Linked DNA regions of Mus musculus: regions 1, 2, 3, 5 and 6 are each linked to region 4. A link is a contact called in public Hi-C, HiChIP or PLAC-seq and promoter capture Hi-C data. All regions are on one chromosome and are shown on one strand. Each heading gives the region's core, a stretch centred on a gene start, on an enhancer-like site or on the middle of the called end of the contact. The rest is flanking DNA. Distances are from core to core; before and after follow the strand shown. Region 1 has its middle 26 kb from the start of Gm44781. Region 2 overlaps Gm32309 (a long non-coding RNA gene). Region 3 holds the start of Eif3f (eukaryotic translation initiation factor 3, subunit F). Region 4 holds the start of 1700095J03Rik (RIKEN cDNA 1700095J03 gene). Region 5 holds the start of Lmo1 (LIM domain only 1). Region 6 overlaps Lmo1 (LIM domain only 1).

Evidence for each region. Promoter capture Hi-C pulls out the DNA fragments that hold promoters and counts their contacts. A called contact is a pair of places that touch in the nucleus more often than the background predicts. HiChIP or PLAC-seq counts read pairs in DNA pulled down with a chosen protein or histone mark.
Region 1: an H3K4me3 HiChIP or PLAC-seq map of embryonic basal ganglia shows a contact between it and region 4, with 5 times the contacts expected there. The contact joins the enhancer-like site here to the promoter of 1700095J03Rik in region 4. A contact is called at or near these places in 20 of 39 promoter capture datasets (the 3T3-L1 cell line, the C10 cell line, the HPC-7 cell line and 11 more), 11 of 484 Hi-C or Micro-C datasets (the Patski cell line, cerebellum, cochlea and 4 more), 10 of 115 datasets of contacts at active chromatin or transcription factors (bone marrow-derived macrophages, differentiating embryonic stem cells, embryonic basal ganglia and 7 more) and 4 of 9 other capture datasets (adipose tissue, embryonic stem cells, liver and 1 more).
Region 2: a contact with region 4 is called in an H3K4me3 HiChIP or PLAC-seq map of embryonic forebrain, with 4 times the contacts expected there. The contact joins the enhancer-like site here to the promoter of 1700095J03Rik in region 4. A contact is called at or near these places in 18 of 484 Hi-C or Micro-C datasets (the G1E-ER4 cell line, the HL-1 cell line, LSK cells and 8 more), 3 of 115 datasets of contacts at active chromatin or transcription factors (astrocytes, embryonic forebrain and embryonic hindbrain) and 2 of 9 other capture datasets (adipose tissue and embryonic stem cells).
Region 3: a promoter capture Hi-C map of hippocampal neurons shows a contact between it and region 4, with 4 times the contacts expected there. The contact joins the promoter of Eif3f here to the promoter of 1700095J03Rik in region 4. A contact is called at or near these places in 4 of 39 promoter capture datasets (HPC-7-derived erythroid cells, cranial neural crest, embryonic stem cells and 1 more), 1 of 15 datasets of contacts at CTCF or cohesin (large pre-B cells), 5 of 484 Hi-C or Micro-C datasets (the N1E-115 cell line, cerebral cortex, cortical neurons and 2 more) and 7 of 115 datasets of contacts at active chromatin or transcription factors (T-cell acute lymphoblastic leukemia, acute myeloid leukemia, astrocytes and 4 more).
Region 5: a promoter capture Hi-C map of hippocampal neurons shows a contact between it and region 4, with 6 times the contacts expected there. The contact joins the promoter of Lmo1 here to the promoter of 1700095J03Rik in region 4. A contact is called at or near these places in 23 of 39 promoter capture datasets (the 3T3-L1 cell line, 3T3-L1-derived adipocytes, the C10 cell line and 15 more), 1 of 15 datasets of contacts at CTCF or cohesin (stem cell-derived epiblast-like cells), 5 of 484 Hi-C or Micro-C datasets (the N1E-115 cell line, cortical neurons, embryonic stem cells and 2 more), 17 of 115 datasets of contacts at active chromatin or transcription factors (bone marrow-derived macrophages, craniofacial prominence, embryonic basal ganglia and 9 more) and 5 of 9 other capture datasets (adipose tissue, embryonic stem cells, liver and 2 more).
Region 6: a Hi-C map of the N1E-115 cell line shows a contact between it and region 4, with 5 times the contacts expected there. The contact joins the enhancer-like site here to the promoter of 1700095J03Rik in region 4. A contact is called at or near these places in 24 of 39 promoter capture datasets (the 3T3-L1 cell line, 3T3-L1-derived adipocytes, the C10 cell line and 14 more), 9 of 15 datasets of contacts at CTCF or cohesin (CD8 T cells, the G1E-ER4 cell line, embryonic stem cells and 4 more), 220 of 484 Hi-C or Micro-C datasets (the 3T3-L1 cell line, the 63-12 cell line, the AML12 cell line and 110 more), 26 of 115 datasets of contacts at active chromatin or transcription factors (PVALB interneurons, Th17 cells, astrocytes and 15 more) and 4 of 9 other capture datasets (adipose tissue, embryonic stem cells, liver and 1 more).

What each region holds. Positions count from the first base shown.
Region 1 is chr7:109,114,497-109,118,413 of GRCm38.p6, forward strand. No RefSeq gene overlaps it. Among named protein-coding and RNA genes, the nearest start is that of Gm44781, 26 kb to the right of the region's middle. Within about 2 kb of position 1,490, at least 36 of the 459 cell types and tissues checked have an H3K27ac peak or open chromatin away from gene starts, as enhancers often do. A contact at or near this core is called in the HPC-7 cell line, embryonic basal ganglia, embryonic forebrain and 1 more, where this site is marked.
Region 2 is chr7:108,970,383-108,974,309 of GRCm38.p6, forward strand. It overlaps Gm32309 (a long non-coding RNA gene), which reads right to left. Exons shown (of 3, transcript XR_003946849.1): 3 at 1-1,394. Among named protein-coding and RNA genes, the nearest start is that of Gm39067, 18 kb to the left of the region's middle. Within about 2 kb of position 2,124, at least 29 of the 459 cell types and tissues checked have an H3K27ac peak or open chromatin away from gene starts, as enhancers often do. A contact at or near this core is called in cerebellar granule neurons, cerebellum, cerebral cortex and 1 more, where this site is marked.
Region 3 is chr7:108,932,397-108,936,335 of GRCm38.p6, forward strand. Eif3f (eukaryotic translation initiation factor 3, subunit F) reads left to right here and starts at 2,019. Exons shown (of 8, transcript NM_025344.2): 1 at 2,019-2,411. The coding sequence starts at 2,036.
Region 4 is chr7:109,437,354-109,441,451 of GRCm38.p6, forward strand. 1700095J03Rik (RIKEN cDNA 1700095J03 gene) reads left to right here and starts at 1,265. Exons shown (of 2, transcript NR_152110.1): 1 at 1,265-2,829. It overlaps Stk33 (serine/threonine kinase 33), which reads right to left and starts at 1,700. Exons shown (of 14, transcript NM_054103.1): 1 at 1,564-1,700.
Region 5 is chr7:109,173,063-109,176,917 of GRCm38.p6, forward strand. Lmo1 (LIM domain only 1) reads right to left here and starts at 2,145. Exons shown (of 4, transcript NM_001302205.1): 1 at 1,876-2,145. The coding sequence starts at 1,897.
Region 6 is chr7:109,137,551-109,141,622 of GRCm38.p6, forward strand. It overlaps Lmo1 (LIM domain only 1), which reads right to left. Exons shown (of 4, transcript NM_001302205.1): 3 at 3,032-3,157; 4 at 1,015-1,426. The coding sequence ends at 1,321. Among named protein-coding and RNA genes, the nearest start is that of Gm44781, 3.3 kb to the right of the region's middle. Within about 2 kb of position 2,066, at least 4 of the 459 cell types and tissues checked have an H3K27ac peak or open chromatin away from gene starts, as enhancers often do. A contact at or near this core is called in the N1E-115 cell line and stem cell-derived neural stem cells, where this site is marked.

The DNA of each region.
Region 1 (3,917 bases), core at 240-2,739, 320 kb before region 4:
GGGGAGGAGGCCCCAAGACAGCAGAGTAACCTCCTCATGCCCACATGATCCTAAGACACAACCAGAGATTTGAACTGTGATCCTTTCAACCACTTCTTAAATCTCAGCTTGAGAGTTTTCCAGAGAGCTAAGCTATATAATAAATATAGACTCTCAGATCTCTACTCCATAAGCTCCAACTCTAGAAGTCTGAAATCTCTCTGAAGCTCTCGGGCAATGGCAGCTGCAAGCTCATGGGACATGTTTGGAGTAGTAAGGATCTGCTCCAACCTCTTTCTTTCCTGAAAGAAAGACTGGAAGAATGACAAAGCAAGGCAAGGGACACTGGCTTTCTACTCACACATCCACAAACCCAAGTCGCTTTAGGGAGACAACAAAAGTCAGGCCAAACCCAGCAGGCCACGAAGCTGCATGTCAGGCCTCTGGCCTGGCCCAGATGGTTGGGATATGAAAAATGTTAGCCACCGTCATTGGCTGATCCCCCATTGACAGGTTGTCATTGACAGCAGAAACTTGGCCAATGGCAATCAATCAGAGGGTCCCGCGTTGCCTTAAATACCAGCAGAGCAAACAGCCTTAGACAAAGCTGAGCCATATATCAATTACCAAGAGGCTGCATGCTCCTCTGGGTGGAGGCAACCAGAGTGAGCGGCCAGGGCTGCTGCCCCAGCTGATAAGGACGGGTATTGTTTGGGGACAGCTGGCAGTCCGATAAGGGCCTGCTAGCCCGAGATAATGGCAGTGGGCAGACGCCTCTCGGCAGTTTAGAATTTCTTGGGTCTCCAAGAAAGGTTCTATTAAGCCCACTGACCCCAATTGAATATTAATTAGCTAATTAACGGATTTATTGTTCCACGCCATTTCTGGAGAGGCCATTTTTTTTGAGTGCCATTATTTTTGTAAATGATTTTTCGCATTGTGCATAATTGAATCTTCGCAGCTGCCAGCATCTTCTGCATGATTTGGCAAAAAAAAAAAAAAAAAAAAAGCAAGCAGAAGCACTTAGGGTTTTCTCCCCCCCATCCTCTCTCAGAACAAATGTTTTCAGCCCCTCCTGCTCCTACTGGAGGAGGGGGAACAGGGGACCTCTCTCTATTTCACAGGTTTGTTTTTTAAGCTCAACTGCAGAGTCTGCACTCCTTTTTCCTGCCTATTGTAGACAGCTGAGGGCTGAGGCACTCGGGGCAATCTTGTACGAGCCCTTTGTCTAGCTGTCTTGAAACTGGGCAGGCTTGGCTTTGCTCAGCCTGGACTCCTTAAAGGCATTGTGTTTTCTAGGAGAGGGTAGAGGGAGGGAACACAGCAAGAGCTGGCCCCACGGCCAGTTCTGGATTGCCAGAGGAGGTTCTCTGTTAGCAAGCGACTCTGGCCTGGGGGTCTGCCCCTATCTACCCAAACCTTCGCTACTGGAACCAATCCTGGTTCTCTCTGTTCTGGGGGAGGGAACGAGTGCCCCCGTGCCTCTCTGTTGATCTTTAATAAGTCTTTCCTCCAAATTCCGAACCAGTGTTGCCTGACTCCCTGGAGCTGGCATGTGGCCACAATAAGTTGACCCAGTTGGTCCCATAGGCAAATGGCTGATTGCATGGAGCCCATTCCTCCAGTCTGGAGTGGGAGGCTATGTATACTGGGGTGGGGCTGGAGTGGGCAGCTTGACAATATTGTCAGGCAGCATTGGGGAGCCTTGTTGGACCTCTTGTCCCTTCTGAATGGCTAATGAAGCCAGGGGCAGGCAGAGGCTCCGGAAATATTAGTTAGGGCCCCTGGTGGGAGGGTCTATGGCAAGCTTGTGCCCAGGCTTTGCCCCTGGCCACCAGGGGCTGCAAAGCTTTATTGGGATTTTTTATTAAGCCACCTCTTCCTGGCCCCATTTTGGTCCCTCTCCTGCTGTTTGTGTTCAGAAAAGGAAAGGAGGGGGCGCTTTTCTGCATGGAGACATGAGTCAGGAAATAGTTCTGGGGTCCTCTACTGCAGACAGTGGGTGGAAGTACCTTAATGCCCCCCCTTTTCTGTACCACAAATAGACCAAAAGACTGTTGTGGATACCCCTCCAGGTGTAAAAGGCATGGAAAGAGACCAGGTGAGGTAATACATTTGTTAATCACCTAGCTTTCTCCCTTTCACGATGTGTGTGTACTTCAAAAACATTGTGTTATGGATGGTACATAAATACTATTTGTATCTGTTAATCTATCCTTTTTAAAGTTGTAGAAAGGACATCAATCATCTAGCTAAGAATGAGTGGTGTTCCTTAGAGATGGAGACCAGGGCCATCCAGTGTCTATGTGAACACCTGAAGGAATGGGATGCCCACTAACAAGCAGCTTGAAGATCCTTGTACAGAGCCTGAACACTCCTTTCTCTAACCCCAGTCTCCCTCTTTGTGATGTCATTCTGCTAATAATAGTAATAACAATAATAGTACACAGGTTAGTGTTAACTTTGGATCTATTATATGGCATACATTGCCTTAGGCACTTTTGATCTGCTACCTCCTTTAGTCTCCTACTGTCTCTTTGAGGTCGGGACACTCTCTTGAAGATGTAAAGCCATAGCAGCCACTCCAGAGACTGAAAGGTGCTAGAGTCTCTACTTTAGACCACTCTGCTCCTTGGTGGGAAACCATGGACAAGGCTGCCTTCCAATAGGGAGCTGCAGCTCTGATACAGTAAACAGACCTTACGTGGTGTCTTTGCTGCCCTGAACCTCTCCAGAAGCCTGGGGTGATCTACGCAGGAGAGCAGTGGGAGCCCGTGGTCGTCCATACTTTATACCCACACTCTAGAAAACTGCATGGGATGCTGACTTGATATTTAGAAAAGAAGACAAAATAAATCCTCTTCGCCACCTCTCAGAATGTTTGAATAACTTGATTTGATCCTCCTTGAGGTACCAAATATGTAGGCTTTGCCACAGCTCCAGAATCTGCTGCTTGGGGTGCGTTAGTCTGCATCCAGTTGCTGTGATAAACACATGACCAAAAGCAAGTTGGGGGAGGGAAGAGCTTGTGCCTTTATAAAGCTGTATCTTACAGCTTATAGTCCATCACAAAGGAAAGCCAGGGCATGAACTCCAGCAGAAACCTGGAGTCTAAAACCAAAGAAGGGACCATGGAAGAACATTTCTTACTGTCTTGCTTCCCATGGCTTGCCCAATTTGCTACTTATAATAACCAGGATAACCTGTTTAGGGGTGGTACATAGTTGGTTGGATGCTCCTACATCAAACATCAATCAAGAAAGTGTGCCACAGATTTGCTTGCTGGCCAGTCTGATGGAGGCATTTTCTCAGTTGAGATCCCCTCTTCCCAGATGAGTCTAGTTTGTGTCAAGTTGAGAACAATAACTGTATTAGTCAGGGTTCTCTAGAGTCACAGAACTTATGGATAGTCTCTAGATAATAAAGGAATTTATTGATGACTTACAGTCGGCAGCTCAATTCCCAACAATCGTTCAGTCACAGCTGTGAATGGAAGTCCAAGGATCTAGCAGTTACTCAGTCTCACACAGCAAGCAGGCGAAGGAGCAGGAGCAAGAGCTAGACTCCCTTCTTCCAATGTCCTTATATTGTCTCCAGCAGAAGGTGGAGCCCAGATTAAAGGTGTGTTCTACCACACCTTTAATCCCAGATGAAAGGCGTAGCCCAGATTAAAGGTGTGTTCCTTAAACTCGGAGATTCAATCTTCTGGAATCTATAGCCACTATGGCTCAAGATCTTCAAACCAAGATCCAGATAAGGATCTCCAAGCCTCCAGATAAGGTTCACTGGTGAGCCTTCCAATTCCGGATTGTAGTTCATTCCAAATATTGTCAAGTTGACAACCAGGAATAGCCACTACAATCCACCCCTTGTCAACTTGACACAAATAATATCTCATGTTCACATGAAACAGTAACAAGGTTGTAAATACGCCTAAC
Region 2 (3,927 bases), core at 874-3,373, 470 kb before region 4:
TTGAAGACCTGGCAGTGTACAGACCTAGATACTGAGTTATGCAAGTGTGAGGTTTTAGAGCCACTGTCCATCACCTCAAGGTCAGGGGACCCTGTGCCTGGGAGGTGTGCAATTTACCTAGCCTCTGGGAGGTGTGATAGCCTCTGGGAGGTGTGATCCTGGGGTCTGCAGTTTACCTAGCCTCTGGGAGGTGTGATAGCCTCTGGGAGGTGTGATCCTAGAGTCTGCAGTTTGCCTAGCCTCTGGGAGGTGTGATCCTGAGGTCTGCAGTTTACCTAGCCTCTGGGAGGTGTGATCCTGAGGTCTGCAGTTTACCTAGCCTCTGGGAGGTGTGATCCTGAGGTCTGCAGTTTACCAAGCCCCAAGATTACTTTTGACCATCCTTCCCTAATCCTCTCCAGGGTGTCATGGGCAGAAGCCTCAGTAGCAGCTGAACCTCCAGAGCAGCCTCAAGGTGAGAAGCATGGGTGCCCCTCCAGGGAACTGGCTTCAGTTGCTAAGTTCACCCTTTCTGTGTGACCTGCTTCTCCTGGCTTAACCCTGTGGACTGTGGAAGGGACCAAGGAAAATTAGAGAAAGTACTGGTCTGAGCTTAGTTCTGAGAGCTTGTCGATTCTAACTAGAAGTTTCTCGTCTGCTGAGACAGGACAGAAAGCATGTGGAGTCAGGGGAAGGTTATGAGAGATGCAATCTCCCCTTTCCGGTACAAGCACTGTGTGCTCCGTGGTGGATAGGGAAAAGCCAAAGCCTTGGCAGGTGCCTTAGTGGGCTGATTTGTATCATACACACTCCCCACCTGGAAAGTGCCCATACACAGTGCCGTGCCCAGAGGCTGGCTCTGGCTTTCCTCCCTTTCTGAGCCCCACATTCTGTCTGTGATACCTGGTGTGGGTGAGAAACCATCTCAGTTGATGGTCTGTGATGGTTTTGTGTTCTGGAGTGGGTGAGAGCAAATAGAATGGGTCTCACTGTCTGCACCCCTCCCCTGACTCCTCTCTAAGACTTCATCTGTCTGCTTTGAGACGAGAGACCTGGATCTCTGGAGTCCCATTGGCATGGAATCAGCAACATCTGGTTTCATATCTGGGGGTCACCTTTTCACCCTAAAGGTGAAGTTAGCCCCCAAAGATAGGCTTCAGGCATTTTTATTAGAAATTCTTAGTTATTGTTCCTAACCCTTGCAGGCATTCAGGATGTAGTATTTACAGGGTGAGTGGGGGAGAACAAGAGGGAAAGAAGTGAGTTGGGAGTTAGGGAAGCAATTGGGTAAGGGAAAGACAAGAGGCAGTGTCCCTGGGAGGGCTGGAGAGTTGGCAGGAGCATCTGAGATGTTAGCACAGTCTGTCCTGAGGCAGTAGGAGTGTTGGAGGCATTCAGCAGGACACGGAGGGTACCTGAAGAGAGAGATCAGCATCACCTTTCCCAGGTGCCGCTAGTGGATGGAGTTGAGAGGAGCAAATTGGCGGTAGACATTATCCTAATTCCAATCAGCCAGAGAAGAGACCCTAATCCAGATGTGGTTTGGGGGAGAAATAGGTGGGGTTCAAAGATGCTCAGTAGAGAACATCAGAACGTGCCACGGTAAACAAAAATGGATAGAACAAATCAGGAAGCCAAGATGGTGCCACAGTGGCCTGACTGAATGGGTAGGCACATAGGAAATCAACAAGGGCACCCTCCAGTGGCAAGTGCTGTGCAGCATCTTGTTGTTAGGTATGGAAAGCAGGCAGAGAAAGGGGTTTAGCGATAGGGAGAGACTGTACAGCCTGCAGGCTCAGGTGTTCTCAGTGTAGGGGGTTAATGTGAGGATGTGTGGCCTGCTGTGTGTACTTCCAGTGGTGCGAGGAAACAAGAGACTGAAGACTGACAAGAGAATCTGGTTCTCAGTGGCTTCTGAAAAGCATGCTGTGTGTACTCCCACCCTGGAGCCTGCCCTCTGGCACAGAGCCACCCACAGAGAGGCCAGCAGTGCCCGCGCCATCTGCCTGTGGACCTTCCAAATGAGGTCTTTTACCTCAGCACATTTGGTGCAGCCTGGTTTGCCATAGTAACCTACAGACACAGGGACACACAGATTCTCCGTTGCCATGGAAACCAGCAGTTGGCTATCCCTATGTGACATAGCCCCGAGACCTTGACAATTTAGTCTGATCTTGAAGAGCTTAGAAGGGATATGAGACAGAGGGTTTTGTGTCCCGATTAACCAGTGTTGGTAGTCGTTAGCTTTCCTGTTGCCTTGGTGATGAAGGAAGACACAATTGTCAACAGACTCCAGGGCTTTGTGTATAGTCTGATGCCGGGACCATCCCCCAAACTCACTCCATCCTCTGGCCATCATGGGCCCAGGATATCTTTTCTTTCTCTCTGGGTTTGCACTCCTCCACCCAGACAAGACTTTTGTTCCCAGGAGGCACTCCCCGGCTCATGGGATCTCGGCATTCAAAGCAGAACAGGAGACCTGGGCCCCTGAAACGGGGCCACCGAAGAGATAGGTAAGCGCTTGAACGCCCTCCCTGCGTTTGGCCCAAGGACCTGCCCTTGTGTGAGCTCCACCCACCACTCACAGGCCTCATTCCTGTTTTCTACATTCTAACCATCCCCCCTCACTCCTTACTGTCCTGAGTTCTCCCCTTCTCCCTAGATGCCTCTCCCCTAACACATGGGGTCCCCCAGCCTCACAAAGCTCAATAGTCTCTAAGCATGTGATCAAATAGGTCCATACTGTAGGATGTGCCCAGCACCTCAGGGATCCAACCCCCCTCAAGTGAGGACCTCTGCCCCATGCTTAAACCTCCAGTTACTCCAGGTTGTGCCTGCTCTCTCTCTCCTGGAGGGCTCCTCTATCCAGCTTCTGCCAGTTCTCCATCACCCCAACCCAGCTTCACAACCACAGCCAGTCACTGCCCAAAGAGTGAGCAATCCTGTAGAAATCACCTCCACCTGATCCATCACTTAATCTACTTTCTGAAGCTATTGAAACCAGGACACTAAAGGAGGCCTTGAGTGACCACAGTGTGGCCAGGCAACCAGTGGGAATAACTTGGTGAGCTGGCAAGCGTGTGGAGAGTCACCTGTTCTTTTCCTCCTCAGGAGAACATCCCGGAGGAAATACTGGAAGGAAGGAAGGGAAATCGCTGGGTGAGCTGACTGGGGAGGAGGGAGAGCTGTCTCTGGAGAAGGCCATCCACAGGAGAGGCTGCGTGGGGAGGTGGGGAGGTGGGGAAGTGAGGGTGGCTCTTTGGTCATGCTGTGGTGTGTATATGTGTGAGGTGGAGTTTAGGGAAGGGTGTGGCCACTAGGTAAAGTCTGTATTACTTTGACTATTGTGAGCTTGATTTGCTCCTGTCAGATCTTCTGTGGTCCTTTTGCCCCCTGTCCATCCGAGTAGCACTGGTGAAAGGCCCAGAGGCCCAGCTTTACCAGCCTTCCCTGGGTCTCTCAGCTGGACCTCTCCAGGGATGAGTTATCACCAGCATTGTAGCCTAGGGCTACTACTGACTGGATCCTGATGCTAAAGCTCCCATTCTGCATTGTTCATATCATAGTCCCCTAGCCCAGGCTGGAGACAAGTCTTGTCCATGACTACTGATCAGTGCATCATTTGTAGCTTGCTGGTGTTGGGACTCCTAAGATTCATTTCTTAGACAGAGGGGTGGTCAGAAATAACTACCTGCAAAGGAGGGGGCTGAGCTCTGTCTGTATACACTAAGCAAAAGGATAGGCTCTCCTCCCCCGCTGAGGAGGGCCTTCCAGGTGCACCATGTACCTGGGGAATCTGCCTGCTCTGCCAAGGGAAAAAAATCTAGAGAAAAGGGTGCATCTGAGACTCTCTTTTGCCTCCCATGGATGTTGGTCATAGAACATTGATGGATAGGTTGGATGGTGAGAATTGAGCCTAAAGAGACATTCTGTACAGAACCTGGGGGC
Region 3 (3,939 bases), core at 769-3,268, 500 kb before region 4:
ACCTTGTTTTGAAAAGAGAAAGTAAAAAGAGCTTCCTACACTACTAACTCTGCGAAGCATCATGAGTTACCTCTGGCCTTCTGAATAAAACTAAAACATTGGTTCATGAGGTTTGAGCCTGCTGGCTTTCAATATCAAACCAATACCTCCAGCTTGCTGCCTGAAGATCATAAAACACTCATTTCCTTTATAAAAACAAACGTATTTTGAAGATTTTATTTTCTTAATTGTGTATGCATGTGTCTGTGACTGGGTATGTATGTACATGTGAGTGCAATGCCTGTGGAGGCCAGAAGAGGACATAGGTTTCTCTGGAACTAGAGTTGTGTGTAGCTGTGAGCCACCAACCAACCCTTCCCCTTGCTGGAACCTCAATGCAGATTTTCTGCAACAACAGAGAATCTCTGTGTGTCTCTCTGTCTCTCTCTCTCTCTGTGTCTCTGTGTGTGTGTGTGTGTGTGTGTGTGTGTGTGTGTGTGTGTGTGTTTCTCTCTCACTGAACTATCTTTCTACTGCCCAAATTTTTTTATAGCATAGGAGTCTTTTTAAAAAGATTTATCTGCCGGGCATGGTGGCGCACGCCTTTAATCCCAGCACTCGGGAGGCAGAGGCAGGCGGATTTCTGAGTTCGAGGCCAGCCTGGTCTACAAAGTGAGTTCCAGGACAGCCAGGGCTATACAGAGAAACCCTGTCTCAAAAAACCAAAAAATAAAAATAAAAAATGAAAATATTTATTTATCTATTACACACACACACACACTGTCCCTATCTTCAGACACACCAGAAGGAGGCATCAGATCCTATTACAAATGATTGTAAGCCACTGTGTAGTTGCTGGGAATTGAACTTAGGACCTTTGGAAGAGGTTATTGCAGAGAATCTGCGTTGAGGTTCTAGCAAGGGGAAGGGGTTGGTTGGTGGCTTACAGCTACTCACAACTCTAGTTGTGTTCCTAACCGCTGAGCCATCTCTCCAGTACCAGCATAGGAGTCTTCATAATTAGCTCCTGGCCCTGCTTAGAGATCTATCCTTTCTTTTGATAATGCCATTTAACCACCAAATTCTTTCTTTAAATGTACTAGTCTTGCTCTCATTCACCTTAAGCCCTCTACATGAACTGTTCACTCCACCAGAAGAGCTCTCCCTACAAAACCCCAAATAATAGTTGGCTGCCTGAATTCTTCAAGTTTCCACTCCAACTTGATACCCTCATTGTATCCTACTCTAACCCTTCATAATCTTTCATGCTCTCATAACCTCCACTGATCATTTCTTTCTCATAGCACAGTCAAATAGTAATAATAATTTACTGTGTATCGAAGCACTTTCTAACCTAATGTAGGATTTAGTCCTTTTCTCTCCCCCAAAGAGAATGCAACCCTTTGCTATTTAGTTCACTTATATACCCTAGCATATAAGAGAGAGTCTGGTGCATATTAAGCATTTAAATTGTTGAATGAATATGCCTCCCTAATGATGCCTTATGAAGCCATCACAAATAAAGCACTATTGGTCAGGCATGATGATTCCTGCCTATAGTCCTAGCATTCGGGAAGCAGAGGCAGGAAAGTTGAGGTAAGTTCCAGGCCAACCTAACCTATATGGCTAGGCGTGGAATGCAAAGTAGATCCTGAGTCCAAATTTTAATTCATTGATTAATAAGTTAAATGGATGTAACAGTGAATCCCCTGTAAGACTGATATTTAATATCCATTTAAGTCTTAAACAATTGCGACCTTTACACTACTCTGTGCCGCCACCTGGTGGCAACTGTGTAGATTGCTAGTTGCTTCCTCCCCATTCCCACCCCAGGAAGTCCTAAAGTTACTAGGAACTACTCTGGACTCCTACACACTGAGTGCGCATCGGACAGAAATTAAAGCGCACACCGCGCACTAAAACTTACAACTAGCCGGAAATTTCATGTCCAATAGTCATCAAGATATGATTCACGTGGTATAAATTTAGCCAATCAAATTTCTAATTCCTCCAACTCACGCTCTTCTGTTCTAGGCTCTCTCTCTTTCTCGGCAAGATGGCTTCTCCGGCCGTACCGGCTAATGTCCCTCCTGCCACTGCAGCCGCAGCCCCGGCGCCGGTCGTCACCGCAGCCCCGGCTTCAGCCCCGACCCCATCCACGCCAGCTCCGACACCGGCTGCGACTCCCGCTGCGTCCCCGGCGCCCGTCTCGTCTGATCCTGCTGTAGCTGCGCCTGCAGCCCCGGGCCAGACCCCAGCCTCCGCGCCAGCCCCAGCGCAGACGCCGGCGCCTTCGCAGCCCGGGCCCGCCCTCCCGGGGCCTTTCCCGGGCGGCCGCGTGGTCAGGCTACACCCCGTCATTTTGGCCTCGATCGTGGACAGCTACGAACGCCGCAACGAGGGAGCTGCCCGAGTTATTGGAACCCTGTTGGGTGAGTTCTGGGGAAATTAATGTTTTCTTCCTGTGCATCTTACTATTCCTCTCGTTCCATCGCCCCTGAACTCTTAGCCTGTTTCTCTTTTTGCACCTTCCTACTGTGGCTTGCCTTCCCGAGTGATCTGAATTCAGCCGAATTGCCGTTAAGCCACAGAAATGTGCAAGGAGTAGGTATAAGCTATTGCGTAGTTTGTGATACTTGATCTACATGTTATTTTATACTCCCAACAACGTGGTACTGAGAGGGCATGCTGCCAAAAATGAAAGCTCAAATGACAGCAAGTTCAAAGCCCTTGACCCGTTAAACAGAGTACCCACATGCCCTCTCTTATGCAGTGACCTACCACCACCCCAGCACAAACAGAAAGTGCCCACCACCCATGTTAGGGAAGAGGATGTGTCAGAAGCTTCCTCCAACTCAAATAAACCAGGTATATTTGTAACATATTCTGGATATATAATATCTAGCTTTCCTAAACTTTTCAGACAGGCACGTGTCCCAAGGTTTTCCTACATACTGGTTCATAAACCCTAGATATGCTCAGCTCCAAGTTCTACCCCCACCCCCAACCCCCACCTCACTCCTCTGATTTTTCATTTGGACACAGACTGTTGTTGTATTATGTGTCCGTCGCTAACCTTCAAGATGAAGAGAAGCCAACTATCTGAAGAGGTTGGCATCCCAGGCTTACGGGAGGGTGGCAGGAAGTGAAGCCCTCAGTGGTTTGGTCACCTGCCTGTGGGGCAGGACTCACAGGGAGCTGAGAAGACTCCTCCAGGCTGGTCTCTGCAGAGGCCCATGACCAGCACTCATTCCAGAGCCGAGGCAGGGGAAACTAGAGAACATGCCTGCTTTGTGGAAAGTAGTAGACCTGAGTTGGGCCTGGACAGCAGATTGAGGGCTGAAGCAGAGCACCTGCAAAGGGGAGGCAGAGAGAGGCAGAGAGTGGACGCAAGGAAATAGAGCTCGCAGGTCAAGGCGTGACAGAACTGCAGCATGAGAGGGGTTTGGGTGAGTTCTAGAGCTGCCGTTGTGCATACAAGAAGAAAGGACAGAGTGTGGCTTGGGCTTGGTATTCCTTGTGAGGTGCCCCTGAGTGTACCAGTGGGTTGGTCAAGTAGAAAATTGAGTAAGCAGGGCTGCCAGGGCGCTTCACTGCCTGCCCGTGCTTCACTTCCCAGAGCCCACATGATGGAAGGAGAAAACCTGCAGACGGTCCTCTGACTTCCATGGGCAAGCAGTTGCACATCCATAATTAATCAGTATAAAAGAAAGGCAAATTTTAACAGTACGTGTGAAGATGCAAATGTAAAGAGGTGTGGGCAAGTATGCCCTAGCCCCCAGAAGATAAGTAACTGAAATAAAGAGGTAGATGTACTCACCTACCACAGGGATTGGTAGCTGTGTTTTTAAAAAAAGTCAGGGAATATTTTCAGCTTTGTGTGCAGTCTGTCACAGCTACTCAACTCTGCCCTTGTAGCAGGAAAAGAGCCATAAATAATGCAAAAGAGATTGGGCACAT
Region 4 (4,098 bases), core at 15-2,514:
GTAGAAGCTAGCCATAAGGCCTGGCCTAAATTTATTTATTTACTTATGTATTTATTTAGAGTGCTAGGATTGAATTCAGGGCCTCCCTGTGTGCTGTGTGTGTGTGTGTGTGTGTGTGTGTGTGTGTGTGTGTGTATGTATGTATGTATGTATGTATGTATTATGTATCTATTTTGTGTACAATTTGTGGAGTCTGTTCTCTCCTTCCAACACGTGGGTCCTGGGGATCAATTTTGTGTCATCGGACTTGGTGGTAAGCACATTTATTTACCCAAGGAGCCATTTTTCTGGCTCAGCATAATCAATTTGTAAATTTTAAATATTGTTCCTGCTGTAGAGCAAGAGATAAAATAGGAATACTTTAAAATGGGACACTGACTTCAGACCAATTAGAAGGTAACTTCAAGAGACACAGTAAGAGCATGGTAGCCCAGACTAGGGTGATAGAAGAAGAAACAGAAGTGGTTAGATCTGATATTTGGTTTGAAGACAAAATGAACACAAAGTCATGGCAGTATGGACATAGGAGAAAGGGAAATGGGTACTGATGAGGGCAAGATTCCTGGCTTGAAAATGATATAGATATATGATTCATTAGGAAAAGAACACTGGTGGCTTACACAGACTAGACTTTTAGATATGTAGTATCTCGGTGTGGTGCTCACAATTTGAAGACATGACCTGGAGAACAAGGAGAGCAAGCTTAAGTTCAAAATCTGTTGCTTTGGCATTCCATTCGCAGATCCTTCCTCCTACATAGGCTGGCTTGATCTTGCTCTGATGTTGAAGGTGGGTTGTCAGACCAAAAAACAGCGGGGGGGGGGGGGGGCAAGGTTCCTCCGCTGTGGTTAGGCGTGAGGAGCACCCCGAATGTGCAATTATCCCCTACAACTAACTTAACCACTTTCTATTTGTCATTCACAGGGCAATACCACATACAGGCTCATTTCACCCGACAACGGTGTGAGAAATTCTAACGTGCGTCTAGGAAACAGAGACAGCAGGTTTAAATTCCCTGTCCTCAGAATCATCTGGAGACTGCTCTTAACATCGCCCTGCCTCCTGAGCATCCACTCTGTGCAAGGAAAAAGACTTAAGAAGCTACCACATAACGAGGTCCTAGTAGATGTCAGGCTCTTAGGAAATTAAAAAGACACCAAGCCCTTACAACTCCATGGCTTTTAAGGACGTTTTCCCACACACACACACACACACACACACTTACCCTGAGTGAGATCACATTAAACTTTCAAAAATGTTTCCTGTAGCGAACATGGGATGGGAGTGAGGAAGTGAAGATGGACCCAAGCAGCAAGGGACCACCCCAAACACCAGACCAGGGGAAAATGAGGTCCCGGGTGTTTGGGTCCCCCGAGACTCCTAAAAGGGTCCGTGATCATCCCCAGGACCCTCCTCCGCGCAGGACGCCTGGCCGACCGCTGGCTGGAGCCCTGAGGCCCGTTTGCCTGCGGTTGTCATAGCAACGGGGCTCGAAGGCTGCCTAACCCTCCCGCCCACCTTTTCCCTCAGGGTAGGGCGAGTCAGCGTTGCGAGGCCACTCACCACAACGGCCGGCGGGCTGCCCCTGACAGAGGCACACACTTGGACCCGAGTGGTCCCCCAGCCCCGAACGCCACACCTAAAGAAGCTGAACTTTTCTAAGGCCCGGGATGCCGACCCAGGAGGTGGACGGGGTCTGCACCGGGACAAAGCGCGACAGCAAACGCGAAGCCCCAGCCTTCCGCGCGCAAGTGAGGCCTGTGAGGAGAGCGGGGGCCGCACAACGGCGCCCGCGTGCCCGGGAGCCTGGTCTCCGCGGGCCGCACCCCAGACACGGAGCGGGGAAGCCTGCCTCGAGCACCGTGTCAAGTAAAACGCTTTTCAACAGCACTGTCGCTATCGTGACGGGATGTTCCGACTTATTCTCAGTCATGGCCCAGGCGGCCGGTGCTCGTGCGGCGAGGCTCGCCCGTCCAGGGGGCCTCATACGATGTGAACGTGGTCAGGGCGTCTCTGCTGAGAGCTGGGTGTGGATCCTCACAGAAAGGCTGAAGTGGCCCGTGACGAGTCAAATAACATATCTCTAGACTTGTCCCAAGCCTCTGTGGGACCATCTCCAATGTATGTCGCAAGCAATGGAGCCGTGAAAAGCTGGCTACAGCTGTATGCTAATGTTCTATTATTGATCTGAACTAGGAATGGCTTCTGTGGGCGGGTCCTCTCTCCAGCAGCTGTCGGGAAGAAATTCAACTCTACTTGGACTAGCATAATTATTCAAGGCAGATGTCTTCTAAAATTAAGGTGATTGATAGCCAGTAACAGTACAGCAAAGCAATTAATTTTATTGCTTACAGGTGTACATTTGGCAACTACTTAATCCTGTTGCTTTCATAGGAGGGAAAAAAGTGCTCAAAATGGGCACAAGTAGTTGGTAACTTCATTTTGGAAACCATTTTTCAACCACAAATACTCCCTGCCATGTACTATATTAATAGAACTTTGGGATCTTGGCCAAGCAATGTTCTGGAAAATTACAGAACTATCGTCTAACAAGAGTCTGGAAGAGATGTGAGAATTTGCACTCTGTATGTCCCCCTTGCCTGTATAGAAAGATGGCATGATTGCCCATCCAAGCCTAAGTCTGAGCATGAGTTTGAGGAGATAAACTACTATCTGCTTCACTGAACTGTGACATGCATGGATCCGCCTTTAACAAACCCCTACGAAGGCTTTTAGACTCCGGACCCTTCCAAAAAACAACTTCAAACATCTGACAAAGCCTAGTTAAGGGACAACACTGGTAGGAAGAATTGTTGGAAAGGCATGCTGGTGAGTCCTCCCCTGCAGTCTGTCAGTGATGCCCAAACTTGCTCAACACCAGACATCTACCGGGAATTTTTGTTTTACTTTATTTTGTGTTTAAGTGTAGATTCACAAATTATACACTCAGAGATTCTGATTAAATAGGTCCCAGTTTTGAACGGGTGGGTAGGTGTGTGTGTGTGTGTGTGTGTGTGTGTATGTGTTTCTAGCACTGGTTAGGAACCAGTAGGCTAGGGTTTTGTTTTGTTTTGTTTTGTTTTTTCTGAGTTGGGTCAGACCATCGAAGCACACTGTGTTTGTAGTCTGGGAAGATAGTTTCAGTTGATAAAATACTGACTTCAAGCATGAGTACCTGAGGTTGATTCCCAGAACCCAAGTTAAAAAAAATAAATTGAAAACTGGGCACAGAGGCACATGCTAATAATCCCAGCACTAAGGAGGTAGAGACAGGAGGTTTCCTGAGGCTTACTGGCCAGCTATCATAGACTAATTGGTAAGTTTCAGACCAGTGAGCAGTCAAAAACCAAAGTTGACAGTTCCTTGGAACAACACCACCTAAAGCTGACTTCTAGCCTAAACACACACACGCACACACACGCACACACGCACACACGCACACATACACACATACACACAGGTCCATTTATTTGGGTGCATATGAACATGTATCTCTGCCGTGTTTATATGGAGATCAGAGGACAACTCTTGGGGCTCAGTTCTCTCCTGCCACCTTGTGGGATTTGCAGTTCAAACAAGTTCAGGCCTGCATATGTGCAACCTCTACCCACTGAGCTGTCTCACTGATACCCTCCAAAATGTTTAAGGCTGAGTGTACCACCTTATCTTCCCCTTGGAACTCTGCCTATCGCAAGTCTTTAGCATCAGCCTTGCTCCATTTGCTTATATTAAGAAACGATATCAGTGGCTTGCAAGCACGGCTTGGTAGATAAAGACACTGAGTAGATAAAGATACCAATCCTGACAACCTGTCCCATTCCCAGAACACATGCAAAGGTAAGAGAAAGCCAACACCTGCATGTTGTCCTCTGACCTCCATACATGCACCGTGGCACAAGCACATGTGCACACATGTGCAGACACAATAATAAAAATAAATAAGTTTTAAATAAGAATGGAGCTTTTCCCCTGACAGTAAGTAAAATATTTGTGACATCTCTGCATTTGTTAGAGGGTTTGTTTTGTTTGAGACAGAACTCACTATACAACTCTAGGCGTCCTAAAACTCGATGTGTAGACCAGGCTGGCCACAAACTC
Region 5 (3,855 bases), core at 895-3,394, 260 kb before region 4:
GATCAGTCCCCAAAGTTTCTAGGAAGAGAATGGGGGTGGCTGCCTTACACATTTCTGAACAGGTCCCAGCAGCTCATCCTTGTACCTGGCAGAAACATCCAAAGAAAAGGGTTCCTGCATTGGGGGTGGGGGACAGTTTCACTGGATGCCTAAGGGCCCAGGCAGGCTAGATTAATCCAGAGATCTTCAGAGGCTGGCCAACATGCCGGAGCCCCGAGGGCCTTTCTTGAAGCACAGTGACGTTATCTCCAAGATGGGGTTACACACTGACCAAGTGGTTACTAGAGAGGTATTCAGGGGTGACAAGGGTCCTTTCCCTGTGCACGTGGCAGCCACAGGACAGAGTAAAGCATCATTTGCCGTGCCATCAGAATGCCTGCTGGCCAGGTTCTGATGCTCTGCCTTTCCACTACACGCACAAAAGCAGCCAATGCACAGGAATTTGCAGCCAGCTTACAGTGGAGAAGTGCACCGTCGGCAAACTCCCTCTTTGGGAGTCTAGAGAGGCCTTCTCAGAAACTGCAGTCATAAACTGTTAGGCCTTAGAAAGGCCTAAGCCAAATCTGCACAAATCTACCCTGCCCCTCCATGAGAGCCACCCCACCCCTGTATACGAGCCCCTAAACAGCTAGGGGTTTAGAAGGACACAGGTCTGCCCTAAGACTCGGGGATTTCCTCTGCTACCAGACTTTCTATGCTAAAACAGACTGTCCTGAACAAGCCAGGACAATTGATCACTATAGGGGAAGATGGTAGGACAAGACAAGTAATTATTGGGACCAAAGAAGAGACCAGACAGACAGACCCTCTTCCTAGTGATTAGCAGCTCCCAACTCTAAATTTCGGAGTCTCCTTGTCCTACTATGTCATACTCTAGGCATGAATGTCCTCAGCCCAGAGGATGGTACAGAGATGACTTCTCCAGACAACTACAGTGCAGTTGGGGGGAGGGGGAGGGCGGGGGAGGGAATAGTCAGACCCAAGGGTAGACTTAGATTTTGTGAGACCCAAAGTTTACAGCAGTCTTAGGGGTCGGGGCTCCTTAAGAAAAGCAATATGATCCCAGCCTGGGCTGCAGAGCAAGACACTTAACTATCCTGGGTTCCCCCAACCCCAACCCACCTGGCCAAAAATGAGAGAAAATGAGATTCTTAATACAAACGGACCTGGTAGTCTGGTAGATCTGGTAACAGTAGGAGACCCTAAAGGCCCCAAACTTCTTGTCTAGTCCACCCATCTATCCTAACCAGCAGGATACTCACTAATGTAGTCTGGGTGAACTGATGGCATGCAACCTCCTAGCCCTGCAGAGGGCCAAGATAACACCACCCACCAAGTAGGCCCTGAAGTCTCAGTCCCCAGGTGCAAGGCTGGGCGGACCCAAGGACCAAACTATTTAGAATACACCTTCATCCGCCAAGTTCTCTGAGCACCCCTCTCGGGCTCCCTTTCACACTGCGGTATGGAAAAACATGAAAATACTCAAGGAGGCCCAGAGAGTGGCTGGCGGTGGGTACAACCACAACCGGGAAGCCCGCACCCCACGGGTTCTCTGTATGCTCCGGATGCCTGCAATGGGGCAAGAGCGAGAGAGAAAGTTCCCGGCTGCAGTGTGCCCAGCTAACAGGCTCCAGGATGCGCGCGGGGCGGGGGGGAGACTTCCTCATCCCGGCGAGGAACACGGGGCGGCGCAGAGCCTCCTGGCACCTTCAACATACACTCACACACACAGGGCACACGTCCAGCTTCCGAGCTTCCGGGAAGCCGCCAACAGGCTCCAAGCAGCGGTCGAGACCGGTGCCTGGGCCTCTGTCACCGGGATGGAGGTAGCCTCGGCAGAGCCCCCGCTGTTCCCAAGTGTCCCTGAGCACCTACCGTCCTCTTGGTCCAAAACCATAGTCCCCAGGCGGCTCCAGCCGGGTGCGGGCGGAGGATGCAAAGGGACTCGCGGCTCGGACTGTCACCTACGGGGCGACTGCGCTGCTTCCCGCGGTCGCGCGTGGGCCCCGCGCCCCGTGGCCGCCGAGGAGGGCGGACGGAGCGGCGCCCGGAGCGCAGCGCCGCGGGCGGGCAGGGCGCTCGGAAGGAGCAAGCGAGCGAGGGCGCGGCGCGCTCAGGGGCGGGCGCCGGGCGGGGCCGCGGCCGCGTGGGCTGAGCAACTGGGACCCGGCCCGAGCCAAGCGGGAGCCTGAACCCGAGCTAGGGCCGGAGCCCGGGCCGGAGCAGCCGCCGCAGCCGCGCGCTTGGGTTCCCGCTTGCAGTCTGCTGCGCTCGCTCTCACCAGAGTGCAGCTTGCATTTCCCAGGGCCCCTCAGACTCCCCTGTTAATTAAATCAATTCATTATGCTCAGATCTGATTAGCGGCCCTTCCCCCCCTTTGAATCAATTATTCAATACACAAACATAATTGCTTGGGCCAGAGGTGCCCGCCATTAGCTTATTTAACTCCAAGGACACTAATTACCCGCAGGGCACGGGAACTTTTCTCATTAATTCTGACAAAACACAAAAGCACAGCCTGAGTGTGTGCATGTGAGGGAGTCTGTGCATGTGTGTGTGCCTGTGTGACCGCATGCCTGAGTGAGGGATGTGTGGGGTGGTGGGCCGCTGAGACAGCTTATGACCAGTGGGGAGGGTGGCATTTGTGCCATCGCGTGTGGGAGTGTGCAAATTCAACGGAAGAACGTTCTGGTGTAAGTGTGGGACTCCAACTCCGTGTATGAGTTGAGCTGGGTGTGGTCTGGGACTGCGGACTAAGGTTAGAGACCCAGCGCAGGAATGCAGAGTACTTCTCAGAGTATGACTTTGAGAATGTGACTCCCTGCCACACTACCCCCTCCTTTTTCATTATAGCCCAGCAATTGCAGCTACAACCCTGGAAAGCACAGACTACAAAAGAGAAGCCAGGCAGGAGCAGAGTAGGGGGTAAAGAGGGCAGTGAGGATGGTGTGGGTGAAGCTGGAGCCAGCCTACTCCACAATATCTACCCCCTCCCCAGTCACCTGCTCCTGCTCTGACTGGACTTTGCCACATGCACCCTCAAGTTCCCACCCCACCTCGCCCCTTACTCCTTTCCCCCTCACTGCCTCTTCCCATTCAATGCTACCCTCACGCTTCAATGTACCATAAAAGCCCCCACTCTCACACAGGCTTGACACGGGGGCAGCTCTACCCACCCCATCCTAGTTCGCCTCCAGTCTCAAAGCTGGAGAGAGGGTGTGCTTATAGTGGACCAACTCTACATTTTACCTCCCAGGAAATCTCTATTGAGGGAGCCAGGGAGAGAGCCCACAGAGGCAGGGACACAGAGGGTAATTGATTCCCCCAAATTAGGTTTCTGCTTTCCAAAGACTGGTATTGTTCGAGTTCTCAATGTGCACAGAGGTATTGAAGATTTCCTTTTTGTTTCCTCGGGCAATGAATGAGCTTAATCCATTTGGCTTTTATAAATCAGGAAACTAATATTCACTCCTTCCATGGAGGCTTAAAAATTTTAATTGGTGAGTGGGGGGGGCTTAGTAGTCCTTATGCTGTACTCAAGCCCCCACTTATCAAAACACATTCTGATGGAGGGGTGGGGAGAATAGGGAGAGTCACACCGATCCCCCTGCCCCCCCTCCATCTTTATACATGGTCTCAAAGTATCTGGGAAAGTTTCTGAAATTATTGCACAAATTATGTTCAATTTAGTGATGAAAAGAAGGCTGTTCAGAGGGTGCCTCCAAATTGGCTGCTTAGATACCCAGCAGTGCTGAGGCCCTGGGTGTACCCATGCCGTGGCTGGTTTGCCAATTCCCTTTTCTCTCCATCCTAAGCAGTTCCAGATTATCATCTTCCTGATGCCAAATGTTTGTT
Region 6 (4,072 bases), core at 816-3,315, 300 kb before region 4:
TCTGCTCCCTTCCAGGCTCCGTGCCCAGTACTGTGGCATTATCCTTGCTACCCCGGGTGAGCCTAGCTCAGCCAGGCAGACAGAAATGCCTGTCTGACTGTCTGCCACAGGTCTGGCTGTCTCCTGGCTTGGGCTGACTGCCTGCTGGCTCGCCTGCCTGTCTCTGCTGCCTGTCCACACATGTGTCTGTTTGAGAGTATGTCCGCTGGCTCCTCTGTCCCGGACTCTTGAGAGTCAGTCATCATGGCCCATGTCTGCTGCGGGGAATGGGCTCATTTCAGCTCTCCCCAGAAGCAGTCTGCCTCCCCTGCTGCGCCCTGTTAGTGTTCCTGGTTTTCTTCTCTCTCCCCCTACCTAGGCTTCAGACCTCCAGGTCCCCAGCAGACTTCTCAAGAGCAGAGACTGTGTCTCAACAATGACTCAACCCCATGCCTGATTCCCTTGGTGTTAGCTCCAATAGAGGCATACGGCTAAGACTTGGAGTAGATTGAGGTTTGCTGAGTGACTGACTGACTGTCTCGAGCCTGCATAGACAAGCTCAAGGGAAACAGAATGTTTTGATTGATAAGCAAGATACTAGGATCCAGGTCAGTCCCAGCAAACACTATCTGTCACTGTGAAAGGGAAAGGGGTTAAGAGGGTACTGTCATGATATGGGGCTTGGGATTTGGGGTTCTACTGTGGACCCAGAGCATGGGTCCCCATCTTGCTACTTTGCTAGGGGTTCCAGTGACTTTTAGGGTTGGTCTAAAAGTACACAGAGTGTCACAGCGCCGCTCTTCTCAGGGCTTTGCATAGGGCTAGGATGTATGCTTTGCAGGGAGGGAGGCATACCCCACTTCTCATGTGTGGCTGGGGCACTTTGAAAGATTCCCTTCTTCTGGTCCCTAAAGCCATGCTTGTTTGCGTCTTTGTGGCAAGAGCATAGGCTGGAGGTCGCTTCTCCATGCCCCGCCCACCAGAGGCAGAAGGTAGGGAGGTGCAGTTTTGTGTCGGTAATGTGAACAATGCAGTCATGTCCCCGGAAACATTCATAAGTTTAATCCACGCCAGTAATAAAATCGCATTACATTTCTCATAAAATAAATGTTCCCATTTATATACAGAAGACAGACTGTACAGGCTGAGCCTGGCCCCAGGAGGGGTCCCACAGAGATGGGCAGTGGTGGTGGAGAACAGCCACCTTCCCATCGAGGATGAAGTTCTAACTTGTAGGACAGCGGCTGGCCAGCCCGCGCAGGCAGAGTGGCTGGCCGGCCTGCCAGGCAGGTGGACAGGTGGGCAGACGGACAGATGGACCTGGAGGCCAGATGGTGGGCGTTACTGAACCTGGGATTCAAAGGTGCCATTGAGATGCCCCTCCTCATAGTCCACCTGGCACAAGATCATGTTGTTCTTCAGGAAGAATTTGTCTCCCACGCAAAATCTAGAGAAAAAAAAAATCAAGAGAAAAGAGGGCTATAGGTGAGGTTCCAGTGAGAGGAGGTCCCAGCCTGGCCCAGGAGGTGGGGCATGCATGGCTGACGGTGCTGCTGCTGATCTGGCTGGAACCTCCCAGGGAGTGTAGAGGAAATGCCAGGGCACTGCGAGCCTGGTCAATTACTCTCAGCAGACCCCTGCACCCTGGCGTGGTGAGATAGGTAGCCGGTCAAGCCACAGGCCTCCCACCAGCAGGTCATGTGAGGAGGTGCAGGGCGAGGGCAGATGCCTTACCCCGGTCCCAGAGATGGTGCAGCTTGGGAGAGCTTAGGGGACCAGAACTAGAGAGTGGAGGGATGGAGACCAAGAGATGAGGGGAGGTAGGGAGAAGGAGAACATGGCTGCTTCCATCCCTCTGCCCTCTCAGCTTAAGGCTCACAGCCTCTTACGAGTGAGACCACAGTCCACAATTTATTCTTTAGCCCAGGAAGATCACTTTTGGGTCTCTTAGTCTGCTGGAAGTACTGAAGAATTTTCAAGCTTCCCCTTAAAGACATTGTCCCCTGGTGGCCAAGACTTTTAAGCTCCTGGGTCACTGACTCAGTCCCAGTAGTGGATCTCAGTTCAACCACCAGGTGGCGATGGAACTTCACAGAACCCTGCTGGTAGGCCGTCTAGCCAGAGCTCTCTGCCAGTCTAGTGTTCCCTGCAGGTCCCTCTAGACCTCAACCTGAAAATATCTGTATGGATTCCTACCTGACCTGAGGGCTCCCAAGAAGAGTTCCTGCTTTTTGATGGTAAATTCCTAGCCTTAAGTCCCTCAAGTCTTCCCCCAGGACTGGGATAATGAATAGGGCCCAGAAATCCACAAAAGAGGTGGGGGGGGGGGGGGCAGAGCCAGATTCATGAGTAGAGTTGGGGGTTGGGGGAGTGATATTCCCTAAAGATATCTCTTACCCTATGGGCCTGGGAACCCCTTCTCACAAGACAGGACACAAAACCCCATGCACACAGATACAGTACACTCAGTACACACATTTAAAACATGCATACAATTCTCACCTCACCAGGTACATACAGTATTCACAAACTCTTATGCATGAATAATTATAGTTGCATGCACATCTAAACACCTATCTCATGTACTAGTATTCGTGTGCACACAAACATTTACAATACAAACACAAGCACATATATACTGGACCTGTGGCACACTCCTACAGTCCCAGCAACCATGGCTTCATAGCAAGTTTAAGGGTGGCCTTGGATACTCGAGACTCTGGAACAAACAACTCCTCCCTCAAATGTGCAAATACTTTATGCTATGTACAATATATATACATAGTGAAAACACACACACATACCCCATCATTCAATTCATGTAGAAACTTACCACCTACATAGTGCACTAATACTGTAGTGTACACATCTGACCATAAGATGTAGATATACACACATGCACATGTATGATAAGCAAAGCATGCATACTTAGCTACATACATAAATGAAGTCACACTTGTCTGCACGCCTCCTCAGCGCTCCTGGCTCAGCCAGCAGGCCTCAGGCTCGGGTCTGGGTAGTGTGTGGGGCTGGCTGAGGCTCTGGCACTCACCTCTGATTGCAGAGCTGGCAGGCGAAGCAGTCAAGGTGATACACATTGTCTCGGGCCCGCATCACCATCTCAAAAGCTGGGATCAGCTTGCTGCAGGCAGCACAGTTTCCTGTGGTGCCAAAAAGCCTGCCAGGGGAAGAGCACAGAGGATGTAAGGGCCTGCCTGGGAGCTGCCTCCACCCAGAGGCTAGCCCATTCCCTAGCTCTTGGGACAGCAAGCGGGCCTAGTCAAGAACTGACTACCATATCTAGATCCTGCCAGACTGAGCTTTAAAACCATCTTACTCCCCATGGGGGGCTATGTAACCTACAGTCAGGTGTAGACATCATCGCCCTACACCCATTTCAAGTTCCCACCAGAGTCCCTAGAGCACCACGATGGGCCCCTAACAAAGCCTCCAGACCCACACAAGCCTAAATTTCAGAAGCCCTGATGAGGCTTCTTGAATTCTGCTTGTCGTGGGCTGTGTATTCTCACACAGTCACTTGGAACCGCCCAGAGTCCCTGTTATCTCAATGTCAAAGGCCAAACTGCATCCCTCACTGGACAATGCACTTGGCAATGCCTAACCTTAACCCTAACTGAACCTGTGGCTCAGGGACAGGCTAAGAGCTTACAAAAAACTCACCCCATCTGATCCCAAGGCAGCCCTGTGAGGTCAACACTTATATCATCCCCAGTCAAGAAGAGAATGAGTCACAGAGAGATAAACAACTCACCAGGGCACATGCCTGGCTCCTTTGGGAGAGTGATATATGCCCCCTGATGAGGCTTCTTGCTTTTAAAACTACAGTGCTTTCTGGGGCTGCAGCTCAGTTGGTAGTGTGCTTGCCTAGCATGCAAGGAGCTCTGGGTACACGAGTACCCATGTGGTTGTCAATAACCCTGGCACCCAGGAGGCAGTCGGGAGGAATAGGAATGGAAGGTATCCATGTCTACATGGGGAGTTCCAGGCCAGCCTAGCTGACACGTCTCAAAAATAGATAAAAAAGACAGTGTTTTATGAAATTGTATTCTGCCATAATCTCACTGTGCCACTC